Linked DNA regions of Sus scrofa: region 1 is linked to region 2. A link is a contact called in public promoter capture Hi-C data. All regions are on one chromosome and are shown on one strand. Each heading gives the region's core, a stretch centred on a gene start, on an enhancer-like site or on the middle of the called end of the contact. The rest is flanking DNA. Distances are from core to core; before and after follow the strand shown.

The links. Promoter capture Hi-C pulls out the DNA fragments that hold promoters and counts their contacts.
Region 1: a promoter capture Hi-C map of liver shows a contact between it and region 2, with 6 times the contacts expected there. The contact joins the promoter of GPRASP1 here to the promoter of HNRNPH2 in region 2. A contact is called at or near these places in 1 of 5 promoter capture datasets (liver) and 3 of 47 Hi-C or Micro-C datasets (heart right ventricle, liver and mesenteric adipose tissue).

The regions. Positions count from the first base shown.
Region 1 is chrX:83,763,884-83,766,663 of Sscrofa11.1, reverse strand. It overlaps GPRASP1 (G-protein coupled receptor-associated sorting protein 1), which reads right to left and starts at 1,454. Exons shown (of 11, transcript XM_021079932.1): 1 at 1,306-1,454; 2 at 1,026-1,084. It overlaps ARMCX5 (armadillo repeat-containing X-linked protein 5), which reads right to left. Exons shown (of 5, transcript XM_021079854.1): 3 at 1,306-1,527.
Region 2 is chrX:83,031,099-83,033,919 of Sscrofa11.1, reverse strand. It overlaps HNRNPH2 (heterogeneous nuclear ribonucleoprotein H2), which reads right to left and starts at 1,395. Exons shown (of 2, transcript XM_021079664.1): 1 at 1,206-1,395. GLA (galactosidase alpha) reads left to right here and starts at 1,647. Exons shown (of 7, transcript NM_001177925.1): 1 at 1,647-1,852. The coding sequence starts at 1,647.

The DNA of each region.
Region 1 (2,780 bases), core at 205-2,704, 730 kb before region 2:
GAGATAAAAAGAGACACAGGAGACAATGGGAGTCCTTGGTAGAGAGCAGCACCTAGGACACTGATTCTTTCTGGATAGAGGTACCGGACTGCCAAAAATTTCTATCTCCTTTTCTTCCTCCCCTCTGCCAAATCTCCAAGCTCCTCTGCTCCATTCTCAAAGTCTGACAATTCCCCTGCAGAGACAACTGAGACATTCCTCCAAGATAGTGGTGTTAGTAAGGGTAGAATGCTCAGAAAAACCATGGAAGCTGGCTGAGAAATCAATGAAAAGTATTATTTCTAAATTTCATCTAAGTTCTTGTGTTTCTTTCTCCTCCCCAAAGCCTACCATTGAAAATACGGTGCGACTAAGGGAGGCCTGTTTGGAAAGCTGGCAGAAAGAAGATCTGGAGCTTCCCCAAGACCCCTATCTGCTCTAGTCTTAACCATCCAAGCACTGCCCACTCTACAGAAATTAGGCCAAATTCCTTTTTCCTTTCCCCTTTCTTTTGAAGTTCGCTGACCCCTACAGATCTTTACAGAAACGTAGAGTACCGCAAATGTAGCAAGAAACCTACAGATATAAACGCATGATACACACTCAAAGGACCAAATGAGAAGACAGCAGGAGAGACTTGGTTATTAACGGTTAGCCTAGTAGCCAGGACAAGAGGCTCTTTTCTAATCCAGGGCCTTGATTATCAAACACAACCTCTTTATACACTTTTCCCTCTCAGGGGTCCCCAGACAACTGCTCTTGCCCACAGCAGCAGCCCCCTCCTCCTCCTAATATAATCCGCCATTTCTCCACTAGAAGCCGCTAACTACACTCTTTTCCTTCCCCAAACATGGTCGGAGGTGGGGCGACTGTCTGGAGATCAAGCTAGCATGAGGTAGATTTTAACTGATCGTTGGATGCCATTCAAATGACCCTCGTCCCTCTCTCCCTCTCACCGCCCGCACCCCATGACCAGGTCACATCTCCCACATTCACCTCTAACACCCACAGCCACACTCCCAAGCGATGCCTGCCTTCTCACTGACCTGCTCTGCTTGGATCAGAAGCAGTTTTCTCATTCCCTTGCCTCGAGAGATGCCGAGCCCTAAGAAAGAAGGTCAGACAGTCAGACGGACGCAAGAACACGAGACAATGGCGGCGACTATGTTTGGGGATGGGCCCTGCACCTGGGATTCAGGACGAGATACCTGCTTTATCAGATGAAGGGCCGTAACTGCAAAGAACTGTCACGTTTGGGTATTTCCTTCTTCTTCCCGTCCCCAGGACGCCTCAGCGACCCGCTCCTAGTGACTCTTTAACAGCTACCTTTCCCTCCGCAGACTTTGTCTCGCCACGTCCACTGAACCAAAACCGACAGCGGGCGCCGCGGAGGAGGAGTTTCAGGGGATCCGGCCTCACGGAAGCGGAGTGATACCGCGCTTTGCTTAGTGCCGCTCCTTCCTCTGCCGGCGAGCTCCGCCCCTCCCACCCGGGCTGTTCGGTGTGCTGGGTGGGCGGGGGCGGGGTCTGCATTTAGGAAAAACAGGGCTGGACGAGGAGACACAGACTAAAACCAAAGGGTCTCATGTTAAGTTTACCTCTCTCTGGAGTTCCCCGCTCCGCCCCAGGATACAATCTTTCCCTCTGAACTGAAATGTTGCCGGTTTCGGGAGTTGACGTCAGTGAATCAGCTCTGGCCTAATAAGGCGGACGGATACCAAAATGTAGTTTTTACACATTTCTCCCCTCCTGAGCCCTAGATCTGCAGGGGTGGGTGAGTGGGTTGCGGTAGGGGTCGGGGTAAGAAGGTTGGGGAAAAGGTTTGAGACAGAGAGGCTGAAAAGTGAAAGGAAGATAAATTCTCATCCTCTCTAAAATCTGTGTGTCCCCTCTGTGAGAGAGTCCCCTCCAAGCCGCCCCTCCCAGCACTCATTTTTTGGAAGGAATGGGCAGGACCTGAGCGGGGCGTCTGGAAAGCTGCTCAAGTTGGACTTGTTGATCAATACCAAATGCTTTAGTCTTCTCTTGTTCTTCTTTAAGTCTCTCGCCCTTACTCTCTCTTGCACAAAAATGGTCTAAGTTAAGGTGAGAAAGCAGAGATGCATGGAGTGAAGCTTATTAATATCACACTACTCTGGTGTGTACATACGCTATTTTTATGCTTCCGCCTCTCCTGATGCCCGCGATATTTTATGCACCTAGATACTTTGGAAAACAACTCTGTACTCATGGAAGAGGATTAATACTCAAGTATATTTGTACTCCTGAACCACTTCCCTCCTCCAGCTCCCACCCCTCCCCTTCATCCCACTGTATGGTTTCCTTATTTGTCACCTGAAAAGGAAGATGAAGTGGAAGAGAGTTAAGAAAGCAGAACTAAAGTGAGAACAGATTAAATGCCAAACCATCTGGTTATGGGCCCTTTTTAGGCCTGACCCACCATATTTCCTGCATAACGTGTCTGGTGAGGTAGAGGAAACATCAGGAAAGCAGGCTGGGAGGGGAGAGGCTATTTGAGGCCAGATGGTGCCAGGGTTCTGGGGCAGCCCTCCCCAATTCTGCTTCCCACCTTCAGGGGCCAAAGTCTGGAGGAAGGTGGGAGGGGGCGCCCAGGGAGGCCCATCCACTGCCCATCTTCTGAAGGAAGGCAGCCCTAGCTCTCTGGCCTGAGGACACAACCACTTGTCTGCACCAGTGGCCTCATTCTTTCTGCCACATTGTTGTTTTCTCATTACCACTGGTAACGCACTTTGCCATTTTTCTGTCCTCCCAGTTGCTCTAAGAGGACCTTTCCCTGTCAG
Region 2 (2,821 bases), core at 146-2,645:
ATAGTGGTTACTCTGGTAGATTTATGGATTTTTCAAAATTTTTGTCAATTTTTTGTGCCTTCTTGATTTTCTATAGAGAGTAGTTACCTTTATTTCAGGGAAAAATAACAGAAAACTAACAAAATGTTTACTTTTCTGGGATTGGTAGAGCAAATTTTATAAAATTTTCTCATTTTGTATGTGGATGACTTATCTGACACGGTCTGGGGAACACTGGGCCTCTTGGAAAGAAAGGACAAAGTGTAATAACTGCCCTAAAACTACACTGAGGATTCAAGTCAACATTTACTAATTGCCTATTATGTGCCTGGAACACTGCATCTGCCATGATAATAGCCTTCCTACGGACCGTCTTTAGTCTGAGTGACAGATTTACGAACTGGTATTTTGCCTGCCTTATTTCTTGGATGACCCATCCCATTTAACGTCCCTACAGCACTCTAGGCTTTCACGTCCCCCACTGTAGTGGCAGGGAAGTTCTACTTCATTACTGTGACTCCTGGGAAGGCCACGAGGACTCTGTTGCCTGAAGTAGGACCCAGGATTCCATTTAGGAGTGAAGAATTTGTGCACCTATGCCTGTGATATGTACAGACTTTTTATAGACCAAAATGCTGAGCTGTTATCTCTGGGTGTATTTTTTTTTAATTTATAGTATACTGTTATTTTTCCAATGTTCAAAATTGAGCATGTGAATTGTTACAAGCAGAAAAATAAACGTTATTTAAATATTTAATTCAATTTTTAAAAATTCCTTGGGCGCCTCTGTGAGGCACGCAGCATTTGCCTAGACGTGACTCTACAGATCAAATTCGCTTGGTGCCTCCCCCTACAGACAGACAATCAGGCACTGGAGACTGGGTGCCTGAATGGATGGACCAGCACTCAGACCTCTGGTCTCAAGATCAGGATCTTCCTAAACTAGGGACGTGGTTTTCCAATGTCTTTCAGCTTATGGTTTCTCTTAAGGGTCCTCTGAGACCCGCCCAGACAGACAGATATACAAAAACACAGACACAGTCACGAAACGTCCACCATTTCCCCACCAGGCGCAGCAAAGGCGGCTTCCCGGCACTGAGACGGGGGGAGGGGAGAGCGGGGGAGCGGAAAGCAGGGAACGAAAAAGGCGGAGGCGGCCCGCGGACCCCGCTTTGGTCTTCATCATCACCACCCCCCGGGGCCCCGGCTCCCACCCACACACCAACCTCTAACGATACCGGATAATTTTCCTCTTTCTTCCCTCAAACGGCTATAGCGAGACGGTAGACGACGACCAGAACTACTTCTGCTCACGTAAGCGACTGGTCACGTGAGGACCTACGTCATGTGAGATCTCGGTCACGTGAGCACTGCTCGGCTCTACCGCGGGATCATTAAAGTGCCGCACTTCCTTCTGGTATGACAATAGGGCGGGTCGATATTCAGAAAAAGATGGTATGGTTGGTGGCGGGGCGTCTTCTCTGACTGGTTATTGGTCCGCCTCTGGGGATAACCATCCCAGTTGCCGGAGAAACAGTTTCGTCATTGCTTAACAACTCACCGATGATTGGGTAGGCGAGCGAAGTTGGGTTCCGCGGGCCGCCTCCGCCTTTTTAGCCCTTAAGAACCTAGAAGCCCAGGTGACTCCTGGAGATCTCTGTTGCGTGATGACAGCTACGATGAAGCCGGTGAGCAGGGTCCGGCGGCTGGGCTACGTGCTGCCATTTTGCTTCCTGGCCCAGGTTCTCTGGGGCGTCCCAGGGGCCCGGGCCCTGAACAACGGCTTGGCGAGGACCCCTACCATGGGCTGGCTGCACTGGGAGCGCTTCATGTGCAATGTGGACTGTCAAGAAGATCCGGATTCCTGTATCAGGTATCAGAAATACTGGGTACATTCTTCCCTTCGCCTTTCCTTCCGGCTACCGTTGAAGGCATGGAGGGTCGCAGCGAGAAAATTCGAGCCCCAGGGAGAGCTGCCCTATTGCTCCTGCTTTTTTTTTTTTTTTTTATCGCCAGCAAACTAGCCTGGATGGGAACTAGCCCTAAATTTTCTCCATGTAGCCTCCCCACCCCACCCGCCGGGGTGGGAGTCCGGCCAGAGACCTCTACTTCTCCGCCTCTCTCTGCCTAATCACCCAGTTAAGGATGTTCTCCACTTATCATCTGGTTCTGTTCAGACCCTTATTAAGAGCTACTGCTCTCTCTCTGCGAGGTACTAGCAGTGAAGACAGCTGTGGTGAGTAGGAAGGACAGAGGACTATGACACGTGCCCTTTCTTCCTCTTTTTGGGTCATGGGTTCCTTGGCTGTAAGTGGAAGCAATTTAGAGAGACCATGGAGTCTCTGAGATCACCCCTTCCTGTAGCCCTTGAGTATAACATCTGGTTGGAAGGTTGACGTCAAGGGCCTTTATCTTTTGAAGATAAAAGGTTAGACTGGATAAGACAGATATTGATCCTATCTGATCCACACAGCCTTCATCTGTAAATTGTCACAGATTCAGCTCGGATCCTGCATTACTGTAGCCTTGGCATAGGCCAGAAGCTGCAGCTCCCATTAAACCTTAGCCTGGGAACTTCCCTATGCCACGGGAGTGGCCCTAAAAAAAAAAAAAAAAGAAAGAAAAAAAGAAAAGAAAAGACCAAAAAAAGCACAGTGCAGTACCAGGCCCTGCACTTGGGCATATAGAAGAAATGTTCTTAACCTGAACTGCATGGGGAAAATAAGGCAAATTTGCAAATATTAAGTATGTGTGTTTTTCTGAAGAGAGAATCTTGAACTTTGTTCAGATTTTCACAGGGATCTGTAGTCTAGAAAAGGTTAATAATCCCTGACTGATAGTG